4 separate regions of the Sus scrofa genome follow, and all the other regions are linked to region 2. A link is a contact called in public Hi-C and HiChIP or PLAC-seq data. All regions are on one chromosome and are shown on one strand. The core of a region is the stretch at or near the end of the contact, and the rest is flanking DNA. Distances in the headings are between cores, read along the strand shown. Region 1 overlaps ARHGAP26 (rho GTPase-activating protein 26). Region 2 has its middle 110 kb from the start of NR3C1. Region 3 overlaps ARHGAP26 (rho GTPase-activating protein 26). Region 4 overlaps ARHGAP26 (rho GTPase-activating protein 26).

Region 1 (4,655 bases), core at 940-3,439, 270 kb before region 2:
AGCCTTCTGAGCCAGCAGGGCTGGGGGCAGCCCACAACTGCCTGTGGCCTTCTGGGCCTGCATCCTGCTTTTACTGTTATTATTACTATTATTGAACTACAGTTGATTTACAATGTTGTGGTCATTTCTGCTGTACAAAAAGTGATTCGGTTATACACACACCCATTCTCTTTCAGAGTCTTTTCCCACGTAGATGATCTCAGAACGCTGGGTGGAGGTCCCTGTTCGGTACAGCAGGTCCACGCTCCAGTCATCGGCTATATCTCATGCTTGGGCTGCATGCTCATATGGTTCCCAAAGCCAAGTTTCAGTGCCTTCCTGAAAGCTTGGCTCCATTCACCTTCTTCCGGGTCCTTTGCACATCAACGTGTAGAAGCAGCCAGCCCAGCCCCCTCTCCCATCAGCAGCTACAGCTCTCAGGTCCTGGCACCCCCACGGGTGAAGGGGGTCCCCTCAGGGCTCTCTAAAGCTGTGCCCTTGGTGAGTGCCCCCTGAATAGGCCCACACAGGGGAGGCACAACCCAGATATAACGTGGCATAGTTTTTGTGGCAGACAAGTCACAGTGGGCTGTGTGCGTGGGCTGCATGCCCTGAACTGGCAGGGCAGGTGCTTCTGCCAACAAATGAGCAAAATTTGAGAGATTCCGACATGTTCGGGGAATCTGAGTTTAAAGGTCTGTCCTTTAAACCAGAATTCACCACTCCCATGGACAAGGGACTGCGTGTTCCCATTAGCTGTTCGCTCTGATAGCGCAGACGACCCCTGATCCCAGGGGCAGGGGTGGCCTAAGCTCTCAAAAGCTCTGTGTATGGCTGTGTGTCTTGTTTGGACCTCCTCTACCTGCGTGCAGCCTTCTTCCATTGTTTTAAGCAGCTTTATTTATTTCATACCATACAGCTTACCCATTTCAAATATACAGTTTACTAGGTCTTAGTGCACCCATCAGCACCAGTTCCGCAATAGCTTCACCACCCCTGTTCCCTGCAGCAGTTTCACGGAAATGGAATTATACACACCGTGGTTTTGTGACTGACTTCTTTCACTTTGTATAGTATTTGCAACATCACCCATGTTGGAGGCATCAGCACCTCACTCCTTTTTTCTTGATGCGTAATATTCCATTGTATGGATGTACCACATTTGGTTATGCCATTGAGGGACCTTTCCATTATTTCCACTTGTGGCTGTTATTAGTAATGTCTCTGTAAACATCCACATACAAGTTTTTTTTTTGGGGGGGTGGCTGTTTTCCACTCCCTTGGTAGCACACCTCGGGATGGGCTTGCTAGGTCACGTGGTAACTCTGTTTCACTGTTTGAGGAACCGCGGGACTGATTTCCACAGCGGTTGTACCTTTGACATGCCCACCTTCTTCTGTTTTTACATCTCCTTTTTGAACTGGTTTAACTAACCAAAAAAAAAAAAAGACAGAAGATACTTGATTTTTCACTGCCAAGTCCTTTCCTTCCCAGCAGGTTCTGTGACTCCCCTGCCTCCCAGTTCAGTAACTGCCACAAAGCCTATAAGAACAGCGAGAGCTCAAGCGAGTCTCAGGCCTCCCCCTGCCTTCCTGTGGTCTCTAGGGGTCAGGGCAGGGTTCGTTGACACTAGTTTTCTTTTTCACTAGCAATGCCAGTGACCTTTCCAATTCCCTGAAGAGCCAAAGGCCAAATCCAGCCCCAAGAACAACACCGCTCAGTGTGGACTGAGCTGCTGTCGAAGAAGGGGTCTGACAGAGTGTCAGCCGGGGTTCAGACTGGTTGGTTGGTAATGTTTTAGGATGTCCGATATTTGGAAAATGCTACTAATAGCCTCCTTTCCCCCGGCCTTCACCTCTTCCGTAGAAAGGGGGCATTAGAGGAGAAAATAACTATTTCCTTGTTCAGGAGATCTTTTTTTGTTGTTGTTCTCTCTCTTGGTAACTTATTGCTGGAGATACCAAGTAAGAGCAGTTTGAGTTGGATGCTCTGTTGCTGTCAGGTTACATCATCAGACCAATCAGAAGAGAGTTTCCTAGTAACAGAAGAGTGAGCTAGTGAGAGAGAGAGGGTGTGTGTGTGTGTGTGTGTGTGTGTGTGTGTTAGAGAGAGAGAGATCTTTATCAGGATCAAGAAGAAGAGGAGGAGGAAGAGGGAGGGGCACCTGGAGGGGAAAGTCTGTGGTTCATGATGATTCATCTCCAAGCCTCTGGATTCCGGGGACCGCTGCGCATCTGGAGAGGCTGCTCCGTCGGCGTTTGGACTCTGTGCCATGGGGAATGGCTGTGCAATACTCAGAAATAACTCCGCTGTCAGCCCTTGACCGTCTACTAGGAAACTATCCATTTCTCCAAGAGCACCTCAGACAGTAACTGGAAAGAGCAAGAACTCGTGTTCTCAGGAGCATTAGTCATCGAGAAGCAGTGTGATTAGTGGTACCTGGAAAATTCACATGCATTCACTGCAGTCGGCTTCTGGGGATACTTTTAATCAGGATCTGACATGGGCGGGATCCTTCATTCCCAGGGTACAGGCTGGGCTGCCCCCGGTGTCCTTTGCTAATAAAGGACCTCTCAGGCCGTGGGGCGATGGGGGAGTTCCTCGGTGGAGCCTTTCAACCTCCCCCCAGGGCGTGGCCGCCAGCTGCCGGACTGGTCTCGTCACTTGCATTCCTGCCTCCCGTAACCCACGCTCTGCACAGCAGCCAGGCTGATCTTCGAAAAATGGAAGTCGCGTGTTATTCTCCTGCTTCTGGTGCTCGAGTAGCCTCCTGTTGCTCTTAGCATCATGGGCGCGGAGCTCTTGGTCCTGCGCCTGCCCTCTGGCCCCTCTCACCCTAGCTCGAGTCACGGCAGCCTCCGGGAGCTTCTTTATGTTCTCAGAGTCAGCAAACCCTGACCTGCCAGTGGAATCCAGCCCGCAGCCTGTTTTTGTAAACAAAGCCTCCCTGGAACCCAGCCACCCGTGTCTCTCTGCTCACATGTTCTCTGTGGCACAACAGTAGCAGAGTTGAGCAGTGACACAGCGATGATGAGGCTTTTTCAGAAAAACTTGCAGACCGCTCTTCGGAAACCACAAGCTTCTCCCCATCTCGGGCCTTTACCCTCGTGTAATCCCCTGCCTGGCCGGCTCCTTTGGATTATTTAGGTTTCAGGTTTCCGAGCTCCCCGCCCCCCCTCCGCCCCGCCCCCTGCCAGTCTCTTGCGCCCCGCTCAGGCTTACTCTCTGTCTAGATGGTTCCTCCCCAAGAGCAGACTCTCATCCGCTTGTTCTGTCCTGTGGGCAGGGACCTGGCACCGTGTGTTTGTTCAGTGAGCCCACATCTTCAGCTACACAGGGGTCTGTGTCTCTTGCAGCCAGGGCTGCTTCCGCTTGGAGCAGCGGGCCATCAGAGGTCTTAGTCCCACACTTGCTCCTGGTCCACAGCGCATGAAGGTGCCAGAGGAGCATGAGCCACATGTGTGCAGGGGCGTATGGTGTGGATGTGGATTGAGCTGAGAGAGCGTAGCTGGCGGGGCAGGCCTGTGTCAGCACCTGCTTATATTTATCACATGCCTGCTGGGCTGGCATAGACTCCTGCATGTGTTTGCATAGCACCGGGGACACTGGTGCCATTCAGAAGGTTGGACATGGGTGTGACTCAGCCCAGCAAGTACTTCTGAGCATCTTCGACGTACAGAGCATTGAGCCGGGCCCACGTGGTAGCGCCAAAGGCCACAGACCCTGGAGTCAGGTGTCCTGAGTTCAGATCCACCTCTGTCGTGCACTGTCATTTGGGGCAAGACACTTAACTTCTCCAAGCCTCTGTTTCTCGTCAGTAAAACGAGAATACAGGCAGAGCCCTCTTCGAGGTCTTTCTGAAGGCAAGAAGAAGAGATGCAGGTGAAGCCCTTAGCAAAGGGCCCACTGCTTAGTGTGGGCTCGCCCCGGCCCGTTGTGCTGATCCTCCAGGAGCCTGTTTTCTGGTTGGATAAAGGATCGTGCCGTGGAAAAGCGCTTGGTCCCTGGGCTCAAACAAGCCAGGTGCAAATTCTGGTTCTACTGTTGGGACCTTGCACAAATGAATTTGCCTCTCTCCACCTTGATTTTCTCATCTGTGAAATGGGGGTAGTAATATGACAAGCTACGATCTTTAAGACCAAGTGAGTGAATATATGTTTAAATCTCTTAGTTCATGGCTGTTTCCAAGTCTCCATTTGTAGTTGTTCACCTCTGGTTTTGTTGTGTTTTTTAAATGTGCGACCTGCAGCATATGAAAGGTCCCAGTGCAGGGATCGAACCAGAGCCCCTGCAGAGACAGTGCCGAGTAGTTAGCATGTGAGCCATGAGCCACAGAGGAAGTCCTGTCGTTGTTCAATTCCATCATTGTGATTCACGAGTCGGCCGTCCACGAAGAATGTCAAGGAATAGAATCCAAACTAAAATGCGCTAAAAGCTAGTGGGGGAACCAAAGCTTAACACATCTGAACTGCATTAACAGGGCCAGGAGCAATATGCAAAATGTACGGTAAACATCCCACGAGCCTGGCGAACAGGGGAGCAGGTAGATGGCGTGTGATGATATATTTATGCTATTTATGGAGGAGGTGGGGCTTCAACGAAGCCTTGAAGGACGAGGAAGGGAAATAGAAGACCACAGGACGCCTCTGGAGCTGCCTCTCTCCCCCATTAATTCT
Region 2 (4,381 bases), core at 426-2,925:
TGCCCGACCATCCAGGTATTCGTTTTCCATATGGTTGGTCCACACGGCAGCGTGAGTCTGGAGAACCGCAGTGTCTCCTGCGGTCATAGGCAGGGGACCCAGTTGCATACCGCTCACCCCACCTATCACAGGTGGGCCAGGCACCAGCACCCGTAAAGGAACTCTCTTTCCTTCTGGAAATAAAGTTGAGCTCCTAGGTCTGGCGAACCTTGACATGCGAGGCACTTTGGTGCTCAGAGTTGGAGAGCCATCAAGGGAGAGGAAGATAACAAAGGGGAATCAGTGGGGGATAAATTAGGAGTTTGGGATTGACATATACACACTATTACATGTGAAATAGATAACCGACAAGGACCTACCTATAGCACAGGGCGCTATACTCAATATTTTTCAATAACCTATAGGGGAAAATACTCCGAAAAAGAATACATAATACAAACATGCATATATAACTGAATCACTGTGCTGTACACCTGAAACTAACACGGTATTGTAAATCAACTCTACTTCAATAAAACAAAAAAAGAAGAGGGAGGAGAGAGAGAGGAAAAGAATACTCGAGTCCCAATTCTCTCTCTAGCCTGGGAAGAGTTCCCACAGCCTGTTCCCCAATGATATTTAAAAAGTCAATTTGACATTTTCCATGAAAATTCAGACTCAACAGATCATACAGAGAGAAACACTGATTTATTTAGTTTGTACTACATTTTAACAGCCTTTTTATATTCTAGTTTTTTTTTTTTCTTCCCTTGGCTGCACTCATGGCCTATGGAAGTTCCCTGGCTGGGGATTGATCCTGCAAAGGCAAAGCCAGATGCTTAACCTGCTACACCACAGAGAGAACTCCTATTCACTGAAAATGTACCCTGGTCTGATGCCATCTCAAATAATGTCGCAATAGGCATCCTTATCCGTGGGCCTTTATATACTTGCTCAAGCTTCAGTCAAATTCTTAGAAGTGAAACTGATGGTCAAAGGGCGTTTGTCTCTTCTGAGTGTTCTGCCATGCTCAGCTGTGCCTGCTGAGTACACCGTGTGTGTTAAACAGGAGGCAGCACAGCACTGCCATCACTACAGCTTTGCCATCAGCCAGTGCCAGCTCTGCACCTCAGAGCCTGCGTGACCTTGTGTAAGTTATTGACCTTTCAAAACCAGAGTTTGCCATCTATTGACTAGAACAACACTAATCGCATATGAGGTCGCCATGGGCCAGGTACTGTTTTAAGTGCTCCGTTCATTTACTTCTCAAATAACCTTATGAGGTAGGTGCTATTCATATCTCCTTTTAGAGATGAGGAACTAGGCACAGGGAGGGCACTCAGTTTACCAGGATCACACAGCTAAGGAAGTAGTGGGGTCACTTTTCCCCCCAGGAAGCCTGGCTCCAGAGCCTATTTTTTAAATGTCCTTCTAGGGAAGGTGATGACAAAATATGATAATGAAAACAGAGGATGATATGATAATGATAATGATATATGATATTGAAAACAGAGGACAATATGCAAGTAGGTGGGGAGGTGAGAGAGAGAAGGAGAAAGAGAGAGAGAATTTAGCGTGGTATGTGGCCCTCGGTGACTTCATGCAGCCTGGCAAGAGCAGAGGTATAATGCAAAGCCTTTCTTCAAGGCACATCCCTTAAGAATGAACAAGCTGGCCTGATGGATTTCCTTAAGATTTCATTTTTATGAAGAGGAAGCCTGGGAACAGAGAAGCATGTGACTCTGGAGATCTGTTAAATCTTTTAGCCCAGAAACCAACAGAATCACAGGAATTCATACATTTCTTAGACTGGGAATTAATGGCACTGATGAAGGAAGTTGTAATGACCATGAAAGATGAACCTTCCAGCTGAGGAAGCCAAAACGGGGGGTGGGGTGGGGTGGGGTGGAGCTAGCTATGGAACACGACCTTGGCTGGGAACAGCGGACTGTCAGGCTGGACCATCTGGGGAAATTCTTTCCGATCAAGTAAAGTGTGATATTCCAGAAGGGACGGGCGGGGCTCCTGAAGAGAGAGGCAGGTTGTTTCAGGTTAAGTGCTTGACAGGCATCATCTCATTTAACCCTCACAACAGTTGTATCTGAGGTAAAAAGTTTTCCCTGTTTGACCAGTGAGGAAACTGAGGTGCAAAGAGGTGATGTGACTTGCCCAGGAATCTGCTCGTACACTTCACAGTCAGCCTGAAGAGAAGGTACACACTCCTTAGTCGCATAGAGAGCCTGGTCAGGATGACACTGATGGGGGTTTGTCAGGCGGGTAAGGGAGTAGCAGACCTCATAGCTTAAGCCTCCGTGTTGTCATCTGTGAAAATGGGTATAGGTATGGTATCTAACGCACAGGCAATTCACATAGAACACTGAGCACAGTGGCTGGTCCATGGCTGAGCACTGGAGAGATACATTAAGAACCAGACTGTGCTGACTCTTCTTCTTTTTAGAAAACTGGTATCAAAAATCACAACGGTTAAGATTAGGCCCCTTATATATAGACTGCAACTCCTTTTATTGGAATGAGTCTCCAAGTGCCTTTTGCCCAGGAAGTGGAATAAACATAGCATAGAGACCATATGTCATTAGTTCTAATGAAGCCAAGACCTTTGTTATGAACTGAGTATTTTTATCAGCAACTTGCCTGACTCCATGTCACTTCAGAACTGCCCCCTGTGGGACTGAACTGTCCCATCTACAGAAGAAGGATCCAACTCTAATTTCTAAATTATTTCTAAACTGAGAAATCTAAGGAAAATTCTAAAAATAGTCACCCTAGCAAACACAATAAACCCTTGCTTGGCTCTCACTGATAAAAGAGTTTGTCCTTGGAGTTTCCATTGTGGCTCAGCAGTAACAAACCCAACTAGTATCCACGAGGACGTGAGTTCAATCCCTGGCCTCGTTCAGTGGGTTAAAGATCCAGCATTGCTGTGAACTGTGGTGTAGGTCGTGGCTGCAGCTGTGGTGTAGGCTGGCAGATGCAGCTCTGATTTGACCCTTGGCCTGGAAACATCCATGTACCACAGGTGTGGCCCTAAAAAGCCAAAAAAAAAAGTTTGTCCTGGGGTTAAAAGCCTGAGTTACAGAATTTTCTTTTTAAATAGTGTTTCATCATAAATGATGATAGCAGTTACTGCTTATGAGCTCTAGGGCTCAGCCTGGGCCATGCACCTACCACACACCAACTTTAGTCCTCTCAGCAGTCCTGTGGAGTAAATCATGGTGTTTGCTCACTCTTAATAAAGAAGCTGAGGATCTCAGAGAAAAGTGACTTGCTAGATGTAACAGCTTCTCTGTTATCCCATTTTCCCCAAACTTTGCTATAACATATCTATGTATTGTGAAGTCCCTGTAAATAGCTGGAAGGAAACAGCCAAAAGAGTCCTGTAACGGATTATTTAAAAATTATTCTATGTAGAGCTACAGTTTTTATGGTACAGCATGATGACATGGGGTAAGTGGTTTCCTGGCTTAGTCCAAACCCCAGGCCTTCTCAGTGACGTGCCATAACGAGCCTTAACAACATGGGTTGTACTTGTTTTGAAATCTCTGCCCCCTACCCAGCAAGGTTCCCTCACTGTGGGGCGGGCAGGGCCATTCTTCCCTTCCACAAGCCTGGAAAGACCCCTGCAGAAGGGCTTTCTCGTCCTCGTCCTGGTGTTTGTGCCTGCAAAACTGTTCTGCCTCCTGCTTGTGGGCGGTGGGAGATGGTGAAGAAACCGGCTGCCTTTCAAGCTGTCAAAAGAGAAAGCTCTTGTGGAAAGATGAGCCTGGAACTAAGAACATTCCATGCTGATTCCCAAGTCCAGGTCAGCAAGTTTCAGAGAAGTGGGCTTGGATGAGCCTCCCAGCATGAGTCTCAGATGCAGACAGGCTTGTGGCCCATGGGAAACAGATGGGGGTGAAGCCTGGGCTCCCCACAGAAGTCTCCCTGGGGAACTCGCCTGCAGCCAGAGAGGACCAGGCTGCGGAGGGGGGTGCCAGGCTCACCATGGCCAAGGGCCAGCTCTGGAGGGTCACACCAGTTACCTTAAATGGCTTCCATGATGTACAATTATGCACACTATTTTCCGTTTCCTCCCTTACATTTCCGTGAGCACCTCCCCCGCTTCCTGCCTTAGAGGCCATGGGCCTGTGTCTCCTGAGGAAATGTCTTCCCTCAACTCCTCCCATTTCAGGTCTCACCTCCTTAGAATTCTTCCCGGACCCTTCTTCTCTGTAAGGTCTTTTCTGCCCTCCTCCTTCTACTCAGTTTGCTCCTTTCTCTCAGTTTGCTCCTTTCACGGCACATGGTGCGAGTCTAATTCCAGATCTTTTTACTTGTTTATCTGTTTATGGTCTGCTTTCGGCCATCAGTCTGTAAGGCCAAGAAGGACACGTCTGACTGTTCA
Region 3 (4,821 bases), core at 2,199-4,698, 300 kb before region 2:
ATTTCTTTGGCTCTTTGCATTAACCCCAATCCTAGCAGCTGGCACAGTGTATACAAGTTGCCAGTTTACCTCTCTACCTCCTGCCCTAAGCTGTGCCATCCCTGTGCCTGTGTCTGGTTCATGGTTGTCTCCCCTGCACCCGATGGTGCTTTTCATGGGTATTGGACTGTGGCATGAGGGCAGCTAACGCCTGCACTTGGTCAGGGGAGAAACGGAGGTGAGAGGCCATGAGTGGCCTGTTCCTGTCACTGTGCCAGCCCAAGGCTGCCCGCTAAACCTGGGCCTTCTGCTTCCACGTCCTGTGCTCTCACTATTGAATCGCCACCCAGGAGAAAAGGCATTGTGTTCATCGAATGGGGTGGACACCTTTGTGAGAAATGCAGAAAGACAGGAGGTTGCGGGCCCCCGTAGGACTTAGTAGTGAGTTTCCCCTGCTACTTGCAGGGGCTGACATCTGCTCGCCCTCGCCCCGTGATTCCCTCCAGGACCCTTCCCTGACCCCCTCGCCCTCACCTGCAGGGCCTGCAGCTCTTCCGAGCTGTCACAGTAGCCAGGGCTGATTTCTCTCACCTACAGCCCAACAGCTCCCGCCGATGTCGAAGGCGCCCGTGGTGCCAGACTCTGAGCTGTGACCTTCAGCTGTTAGGACCTCATTGTTCACATGGGGAAACCGAGGCTCAGAAAGTTCATGTCCCTTGAGCAGGGTCACACAGCACAGTCGGAGAAAGCCATCCCGTGACCACGGGCGATACGCCCACCACGCTTCCCGTACCTGGATGCACTGTTCTGTTTAGATACCCGTCTCCCCCCCGGACTGGATCGCACTGCACCTCAGCCTCCAGCACCTCTGCTGGCATCCCGGTAGCATTAGTGGGTACAAAGCAGGAGAGGGCTCTGGGACCCCACGTGTAGAGAGGAACTGGGCCAGCTCCTCGGACCAGCCCAGGACCACTTGTGACCTTTGCTGGGGTCTAGGGGCCGTGCTGGCCTCGTCTCTATGCTGCCCTCATTGATGCTCAGAACACACACTGAGCCAGGCTGGCGCCCGGTTCCCTGGCCTCACCAACCCTGTACGGGGGCGTGGCTCGCTGGGAGGGTGGCAGCGACCTCAGCTCCAAGCTGTTGGGTGGCACCCCAGAAGGCAACTGAAGGGGGCTTCTTCAGCTTTTCTTACTTGAGGCGGTTTCCTCCAAAGTGGCCTTTTTTATGTCCCATTTTCTAAATCTGGAGTTATTTCCAGTGTCTAGAAAATCCACACTGGATTTGTTAATGTGAGCAAAGTTCCGTGCTGAATTTTCTTTTTCTTTTCTTTTTTTCTTTCTTTCTTTTTTTTTGCTTTTGAGGGCCACACCTGTGGCATATTGAAGTTTCCAGGCTAGGGGTCACATCGGGGCTACAGCTGCTGGCGTACACCACAGCCACAGCAACGCAGGATCCGAGGTGCATCTGCAGCGTACACCACAGCTCATGGCAACGCTGGATCCCGGACCCACTAACAGAGGCCAGGGATCAAACCTGCATCCTCATGGATACTAGTTGGATTTGCGTCCGCGGAACCATGACAGGAACTCCCTTGCTGAACTTTCTTCATCCCTCTTTCCTGAGATGAAGCATAGGCATCCTTCCTATCTCTCCTTCCGAACAACCCCCCCCCAACTCCCACCCTCCCCACTCAGCCTGGGTTTTGTCCCCAGCTACCCTGGTGACACTGCTCTCACCGAGTCACCAGTGCACACACCCTTCTCAGCCCCCATTCTGCTTCATTCCCGGCAACACTCGGACATGGTCAGCAGCCCCCTCCATTTAAAGCCCTCTCTTGGCTTGTCTTTGGGGGGACCACACTCTCTGCCTCAGTCTCAGACCTCTGAGGGCTCCTTGGCTCTTGAGAGTTGTCATTTCTCAGGGTGTGGCTTTAAATCGTCTTCCTACTCTGAGGGGTCCCACCCTGGCTGTGGTTGCATCACCAGCATCATACCAGAGGTCTCCGTGTCCCAGATCTCCTGCCTCTTGTTGAGACCTGAGGTCCACCTGTCTGCTGAGCCCCAGCACCCAACCCTCCCTACCCCGCACCCAGCCCTGTTCCTCATCCGCACTTCCTGTTTCCATGCGTTTCTCCACTCGCCGTCTGGTGCCTGGAAACCTGGCCAGCTTCCTTTACCTCTTCATTGATCACCGATTTCTCATCAGTCTTCAGGACCTGTCACTTCTGCCTCTCTCAGCCCAGTCCCCTTGCCTCCCGCCCAGCCTCCCCACCCTCGCCCCAGCCCTGCCCTTCTGGTCTTCCTGACCCTTGGCCCGCCCCACCACCTCATTACCAATCCTGCAACCCTCGTGGCGATTCTAGAGTACACACTTGAACACAGTGCTCCCCTGCTTAAAACCCTTTTTCTTCTTTTTCTTTTTGGCCACCCCACGGCATATGGTGTTTCCAGGCTAGGGATCAGATTCAAGCCACAGCTGCGACTTATACTGAAGCTGCGGCAACACCAGATGCTTTAACCTAAGGTGCCGGGCTGGGGATCGAACCTGCGTCCTGGCACTGCAGAGACACTGCCAATGCCATTGTGCCACAGTGGGAACTCTCCCTGCTTAAAACTCTTGATGTTCCGGCCCCCGCCATTGTACCATAAACTCCAGAATCCGTACGGAGAGGTCCTGGGAGATACACCCCTGCCTGACTCTGTTTAAACCCTCTCCTCGGGCCCTCCTGAACTTGTCTCACTTCCGTAACCTGGGGCTCACCTGTGTCTTCTCACCTCCAGGGATCCCCGGGTCATCATTAGCTTTTCTTGCTTCTCCCTGCTCGCCCCTTCGCTCCCTCCTAGACCAGGTAGGGGAACCCCTGCATGTCAGGGAAGCACTTAACCCCAGGAGAGCACCATCCCAGCATCTCGGCATCCCCTGGTCACTTGTCTCGAGTTCTCTGTGATCCAGTGATGTCTTCCCCATTGTACCTGCTTAGCACCCAGGATGGTGCCTGGCACTTAATAATACACACTTGTTCTATGAATGAGTCAACACATCAAGTACACCGGAAAAGATGTCTAGGCAATCAATTTCACAAAAAAAAAAAAAAAAAAAAAAGAATTTGGGCCCCCACTTAGGAAATGACACTCATCTCTGAGGTTTTTTTTTGGGGGGGGGGCTGGTTTTTTGTTTTTGTTTTTTAATTTTTAAATCTCTGAACACCTCAAATATTTAGCCACGCTTCAGATTCAGGAAGTCGTCTTGAACCCTCCAGGGCCTTCTAGGTGCAGGTAGAATAAACTCTAAATGCTCCGGCCCAGCCCCCGTGACCTGGCCCTTGCTGATTGCCTTACCCTGACCCTTCTGACCTCGTGTCACACGGCTCTCCCTTGCCTGCCATGCTCCGGTGCTTACCCGTGTACAAACTGAGTTCATTCTCGCCGCAGCACCTGTTCCTGCTGCCTTAGAAGGATCTTCCCTGGTCCTCCCTTGCCCTGGCCTGCCCTGACCCTCTGACCCCTCCACCCATCCTTGTCTACCACAGCCCATTTTCTATCTTATTTTCTTCATAGCACTTTCCCTCTGAAGTCTTATCTTGCCTCATAACTCACTAATTTGTTGTCCGTCTCTCCTCAAGATGCTCTAAGCCCCATGAGAACAAGCATCATACTGTCTCGTATATAGCAGGATCCCCGGCACCCAGGAACAAAGCCTGACTCCGAAGCTGTTTCACACCTCTTGGTGAATCCACCTTAGTTTTAAAAAGAAAAGCTTGGGAGTTCCTATCGTGACTCAGTGGAAACGAATCTGACGAGTACTGTGAGGATGTAGGTTCAATCCCTGGCCTCGCTCAGTGGGTTAAGGAGCCAGCGTTGCCGTGAGGTGTGGTGTGGGTCGCCGACGTGGCTCAGATCCCACGTTACTGTGGCTGGGGTGTAGGTTGGCTGCTGCAGCTCCGATTCAATCCCTAGCCTGGGAATTTCCATGGGTGTGGCCCTAAAAAGCAAAAAGAAAGAAAGATAGAAAAGAGAAAGGAAAGAAGAAAAAAGAAAAGCTTGTTTAAGGACTAGGAATTCCTTTATCCTCAACTTGTCATTAGCACAGAAGTTGTGCAAGGTAATTTGTCACCTGCCTGAAGTCATTGGCCTAGGAAGTTCTCCACACGGCAACTGAGTTTTATGTACGCATCACGGAATCTGTCAGGCCAGAGTGTCCCGAAGTTTCCTAGAAAATAGAGACCAACCTTTTGCTGAATCTGGATGCTGGCCCGGCCGTGCCAGTGCTTAAGTAAATAGCCACTCTATCTTTAGCTGCTCCATTCTCAAATTCAGATCCTTTGTAAATAGCTATTTCCATAAATCATGTCAGGGGAACTATTTTTGCAGGGTAAGGCCCTTGCTTAATCACAGTCCACCTGATCCTTCAGAGCACGGGTCCCTTGGGAAGCTGATGCCGCCAGTTGCTGTGAGCGCAGACGGCCCTGCTCATCTAGCGTCAAGACTCCCTCAGAACCCAACCCATCAGCAGCAGGGTGGCTAGGTAGCTTTTAGAGTTCTTATGCATGCAGTCTGTCACACTGTTTCCATGCAGTCTGTCACACTGTTTCCTTCCCGAGAGTGGCCCCTTCGGGAAACTTGTGCTCTTCCTGGTGGCAACATAACCTCTCCAAACATGTCAGCACCACCCTTGTCCAAGAACTTCTGGAGATGAGGGCAGGAGGTGGGTTGGGGTAGGCCCAGCGTCTAAGACTCCCTGGGAGGTTGGTTTTCTGTGGTTTTCCAGAACACCACATCCGTCTGTCTGGGCGCTTCATCTGCTGGGTCTGTTGTGAGGACGGAGGAGAGCCAAGCCCTC
Region 4 (4,714 bases), core at 665-3,164, 440 kb before region 2:
ATCCAAAGGCAATGGGAAGCCCTTGGAAGCTTTTAAGAAAGGAGCTGGGGGAGTGGTTAATGAATCCGACTAGGAACCATGAGATTGCGGGTTCGGTCCCTGCCCTTGCTCAGTGGGTTAACGATCCAGTGTTGCCGTGAGCTGTGGTGTAGGTTGCAGACGCGGCTCGGATCCCTCATTGCTGTGGCTCTGGCGTAGGCCGGTGGCTACAGCTCCGATTGGACCCCTAGCCTGGGAACCTCCATATGCCGCGGGAGCGGCCCAAAGAAATAGCAAAAAGACAAAAAAAGAAAGGAGCTGGTTTGAGTGGATTTATACTCTGAGACATTCTTTTGGGGTCCTGGTTGGAGAGTGGACGTGAGAGGAATAAGAGGCAGCAGGAGACCGGTGAGTTGAGCGCCGGCAGAAAAGATGGGTCTGGGACCAACGGAGCAAAGACATTGTGCATCACTTGGGCTGAATGTACATGACCCGTGGTGACCTAATCCTCGGAGTTCAGTTAGTGCTGGTTCCTAGTCTGGCTGTGTAAAGGTAAACCCCTCTGCTCTAGGTGCACCTTTCCTAGGGTTCAGTGAAGCTGGCCCTCTTTTTTCTTGATAAAGACTATTTGTGCTACCCCCTAGCCTGGGAACCTCCAAATGCCGCCAGAGCGGCCCTGAAAAGGGGAAGAAAAAAATAACAATAATAAAAAGACTATTTGCGCCACAAATGAATGGATTTTTAAACTTCTCAGTCTTTCTTGGCTTATAATGTTGTCCCAAATTAAAAATGCCCTAACACCTCAATATTTGCATTCCGGATGTGACCATAGATCACCAAGTGTTTATTCTTTTCTGCAGTAGGAAATTCTTTGTCATTTCACTTCCGGCTTTTAAATTTAAAAAACCTGGTTAAAGACAACATGTTTTAAAGTCTGTGTTTCGCATCTTTCAAAACACTTCCAACGCTGCCTTGGCAAGAGAAGCGGGAGGCTCCCTTTGCCTCTGATGACTGAACTAACACGAGGGCTGAGGTGGGCAGCACATGCGTGAAATCCGAGACAGCTGTACCAAATCCCACTCCCTCGCTAAGAGCAGCGCTGAGTGACAGGGGACTTTAATTAGAGCCGCTTTTAGAAGGACCGAGAAAATGAAAAAAGTGCCTTTGGCCGGCTTGGCCTGCCTTGGGTTCTGACACGCCTCTAATTGAATCATCACTGTTTCTCTTCTCAGGGATCAACGAGCAGGGGCTCTACCGGATCGTGGGGGTCAATTCCAGAGTGCAGAAGCTGCTGAGTGTGCTGATGGGTGAGTGCGGCGGTGGCCCTGCCAGGCAGCTCCCAGGGCTTAAAGGGAGAGCCTCCTGGGAAGGGATCTGGGTGTCCCAGAGCTACGTCCGGAAATCAGCTGCCCACTCACCAGTGGTCGTGGCCATGGGCATTAGTAGCAAAGACACTGAGTAGGACTGGACAAAACAAAAAACGGCAGGTGCAAGGCACCACACCCTTCTGTCTGTAGACGCTGCGAGTGGCGCTCACGGGACCACCACACTCTCCTCTGTCCTGTCTCCCTCTGTCCTCTTGGAGATGGGCATCTCATGGGGTCCACCCATTGCCCAAGGGAGGTCAGCCTGTGGCCTGAAGAGGACTCAGACCTCATGTTCCCCGTGCCTGAGAAGGGACCGCCCCGACTCCCAGATTAAATGTGCAGCCGAGAAGTCCCCTGACCCTCTTTGCGTCCGATTTCCACCTCGTCTCTGTCACGTGAGCAGCAGAACCTCCTTTGGAGCTGGCTGGTGTAAATACAAAACCACTATCTCCAAATGTGCAGCTTTTGAATCAAAAACCCATGAGCCCATGAGCCACGCAGAGCCATGCAGATTTCCTGTATTTTTAGATATGAATGCAGGCCGCCTCGGGGAGTCACGTGGATCTAAATGGCAGACAGCTCGGATTTCACAGATCCGTGCCTCTTACTCATCCGCGTGGAAGCCCAGTCAGGCACTCTTAGGCTGTCACGCGGGGTCCCTGAGCTGTTCGGGGCAGGGACACGTCTCTTGGTCGTATTGGTCATTCCTTTTTACTGTCCCAGTTTCGCAAAATAATTTGTATACCTAAGGAGATCCCTCCTTCATGCTGATCAGAAAAACTGCTTCTTTTCGAGAGAGCTCCTTGCCTCTTGGAAGCAAAACCCTCATGTATGATAGTTGCACTGAGATCTTTTGTTTGAAATTCGGATTATTAGTGAGGTTCTCTTGCACTGAGAATCTGATTTTTGGTTCGGGTTTGGGGTAGAGTTAGTGTTGAAAAAAAAAAAACCAACTAAACTTTTTACTCTGAGGTGACTGTCGATTCCCATGCAGTTCTAAGAGATAATACAGAGCTCTCCGGAGTACCTCTTCCCACTTTGCTCCGGTGCTAACATGTTGCTAGATCACAGCAACAGTATCACAGCCAGGATGTTGATACGGTCAAGACGCAGAACCAGTCCATCACCACCTGCCTGAGCTCCCATCTCACCCCCGTCCTGAACCCCTGGCAACCACCCACTGGTTCTCCATTTCTGTGATTTTTGTCATTTCAAGGTTATTACATACATGGCGTCCTTTGGAATTAGCTTTTTTTCCCATCAGCATAATTCCCTTCAGAGATATTCAAGCTGTCCCGTATGTTAATAGCTCTTTTTCGTCGCTGAGTCGTAGGCCGTGGTATCTGTGGACCAGTTTGTCTATCCATTTATCCATTGAAGGACAGCTGGGTTTGTTTTAGCCTGGGGACAAATAAAGGTGCTAAAACCCTGTGTACAGGTTTTTGTATGAAGATTAATTTTTTTTTTTTCTGTGGGATAAATGCCCAAGAGTGCAGTAGCTGGGTTGTATGGTGATTTAGTTAATTTTTGCAAATTCTAACGTAAGAAAGAATGGCATCTAACAGGTGTCACTCCTCGTCTTTCGTTTCCAATCTGACCTGCATGTGTTTGTGAAAGGTCTGCTCTCTGAAGCCGATGGTCAGGTGCTAGAGATGACACTTGAGACAGAGTCATTCCTTGTTTGCAAAGTGTCCAGGTAGGGGGTCGTTATGGATGTAAGCTGTCATTTATGATACTGGCACCTAACGCAGACTGGATCTGGAAGACAGAGTGGCGGAGGAGAGAACAGAAGAATTCAGAGTCAGAACTACTATGAACCGAAAGTATTGATTCCACTATTATTATTCTTATTTTAATATCTGGAAGTCCTTAAGGCTGGGACAGGAGGGTTCAAGCTGCACAGCGGGGGTGGCCTCTTTGGTTGAGGAACTTGAAATTATTCTAAGGATTTGGTTTTTTTGTTTTCTTTTTTCCTCTGTAGGAAGTAAGATGCCATTAAATTTTTAAGTAGTGGCGTTGTGTGTGTTAGTACTCTTTTGCACAAATGTGTCAAGAAGGCAGTTCAGAATAGGCTGCTTGTTCCCATTCCCGCCACGTCCAAGATGGCAGAAGCATGGCGGGGTCTGGTGGCTCCACATTGGTTTGAACCTTTCCCTACCCTTTCTTCTGGCTTCTCGGCATCCATGAGCTCTGCCTGTCTGTGTGTGGGCTCTGTTGTCTGCAGGAAGGTCTTGGATGGTGCAGCCTCAGCAGTCCTTGGCCCTTGCATCACTGAGAGGAGAGTGTCTCTCTTGATGGTTTTGACAGAAGGTCCCGGGGTGGACCACTGGTCAATATGGGGCCATTCAGGTGTTTCATTTCCCAGTCTCAGACCGGTCACATGCCCTACAGCAGATGGATCCCAACGGCCTGGATCCTACGCTTGTCTCTGGTGATCCCACACCACCTCTGGGAGACGCTTCCGCCATAGAACCCTGGGGACTAAGCAGGGTTATGAATAGAACGATGGAAGAGTGCTTTTCTGAAATAATGGCTGCTGGGTGATTCTTTTTTTTTCTTTAAAAGTATGTCCAACTTTTTAGATGCTAGGCATAACTTGGTAGATGCTCGTTTGTGTGGAGCACGTGTCTGTTCATGGCAACACATGGGGGAAGAGATGGCTGCGATAGATGAGGCAGGGCATAGCCAATCAAGGGCTGAGCCGGATGGCTGCTCTGATATCAGGGGAAAAGCCCAGGCTCGAAGTGACAGGAGAGAGAAAATCAACAGGCTTTGTGACCAACTAGATCCAGGGGAGACGAGGGGGCAGAGAGATTTCAAAGACGGCAGATGATGATATGTAAGGTGACACCGATGACAAGAAGTATGACATTTTATATGAGTTGGCTAATTTAAAAAAGAGCCATCTTAGCTCAGCTGTGCTAATAAGCAAAGAGTAGTATGAAAAGATCTTGTTGTTAGCACTTTTCTTAGTGACCTTTGAACAAAATCGTTGTCCTGTCCTCTTCCTCAGTTTTCCCAGGGAATAATCATGAACATCTGAGAAATGTCGTGAGAAACTAATAACCAGCTGCTGAAAGTCACAAGGCCAGCCAGCTGTCTCTTCCAGGAGGACATTCAGATAGACTGGATTCCCAACAGAGGTTCCATCAGAGCTGGAGATGCCCGCAGTGCAAGATTAATGCAAAGGGTTATGAATGGTACCCAGGAGTCTCACCGGTCAATTAAGCTAAATTATGTGATTCTGGAAATTGAGGGATCCCCCATTAGGCCAGAGAAGCTCCAGACCTGAAGGCAGAGCCCTGTCTCCCTTCCCTTTTGTGAACGTTCCGTCATCTTCATCAATTCTGGGACTTGTCCTAGACTGG

Evidence for each region. Hi-C and Micro-C count contacts between places; a contact is called where the count stands out from the background. HiChIP or PLAC-seq counts read pairs in DNA pulled down with a chosen protein or histone mark.
Region 1: a contact with region 2 is called in a Hi-C map of liver, with 1.9 times the contacts expected there. The contact joins two enhancer-like sites. A contact is called at or near these places in 2 of 47 Hi-C or Micro-C datasets (both in liver) and 1 of 2 datasets of contacts at active chromatin or transcription factors (skeletal muscle).
Region 3: a contact with region 2 is called in an H3K27ac HiChIP or PLAC-seq map of skeletal muscle. The contact joins two enhancer-like sites. A contact is called at or near these places in 3 of 47 Hi-C or Micro-C datasets (liver and skeletal muscle) and 1 of 2 datasets of contacts at active chromatin or transcription factors (skeletal muscle).
Region 4: an H3K27ac HiChIP or PLAC-seq map of skeletal muscle shows a contact between it and region 2. The contact joins two enhancer-like sites. A contact is called at or near these places in 1 of 47 Hi-C or Micro-C datasets (skeletal muscle) and 1 of 2 datasets of contacts at active chromatin or transcription factors (skeletal muscle).

The regions. Positions count from the first base shown.
Region 1 is chr2:144,764,637-144,769,291 of Sscrofa11.1, forward strand. All of the region lies in intron 22 of ARHGAP26 (rho GTPase-activating protein 26), which reads left to right. Among named protein-coding and RNA genes, the nearest start is that of NR3C1, 160 kb to the right of the region's middle. Within about 2 kb of position 2,190, at least 32 of the 83 cell types and tissues checked have an H3K27ac peak or open chromatin away from gene starts, as enhancers often do. A contact at or near this core is called in liver and skeletal muscle, where this site is marked.
Region 2 is chr2:145,033,671-145,038,051 of Sscrofa11.1, forward strand. No RefSeq gene overlaps it. Among named protein-coding and RNA genes, the nearest start is that of NR3C1, 110 kb to the left of the region's middle. Within about 2 kb of position 1,676, at least 9 of the 83 cell types and tissues checked have an H3K27ac peak or open chromatin away from gene starts, as enhancers often do. A contact at or near this core is called in liver and skeletal muscle, where this site is marked.
Region 3 is chr2:144,729,008-144,733,828 of Sscrofa11.1, forward strand. All of the region lies in intron 20 of ARHGAP26 (rho GTPase-activating protein 26), which reads left to right. Among named protein-coding and RNA genes, the nearest start is that of NR3C1, 200 kb to the right of the region's middle. Within about 2 kb of position 3,449, at least 3 of the 83 cell types and tissues checked have an H3K27ac peak or open chromatin away from gene starts, as enhancers often do. A contact at or near this core is called in liver and skeletal muscle, where this site is marked.
Region 4 is chr2:144,593,972-144,598,685 of Sscrofa11.1, forward strand. ARHGAP26 (rho GTPase-activating protein 26) reads left to right here. Exons shown (of 23, transcript XM_021085449.1): 14 at 1,212-1,286. Among named protein-coding and RNA genes, the nearest start is that of ARHGAP26, 300 kb to the left of the region's middle. Within about 2 kb of position 1,915, at least 12 of the 83 cell types and tissues checked have an H3K27ac peak or open chromatin away from gene starts, as enhancers often do. A contact at or near this core is called in skeletal muscle, where this site is marked.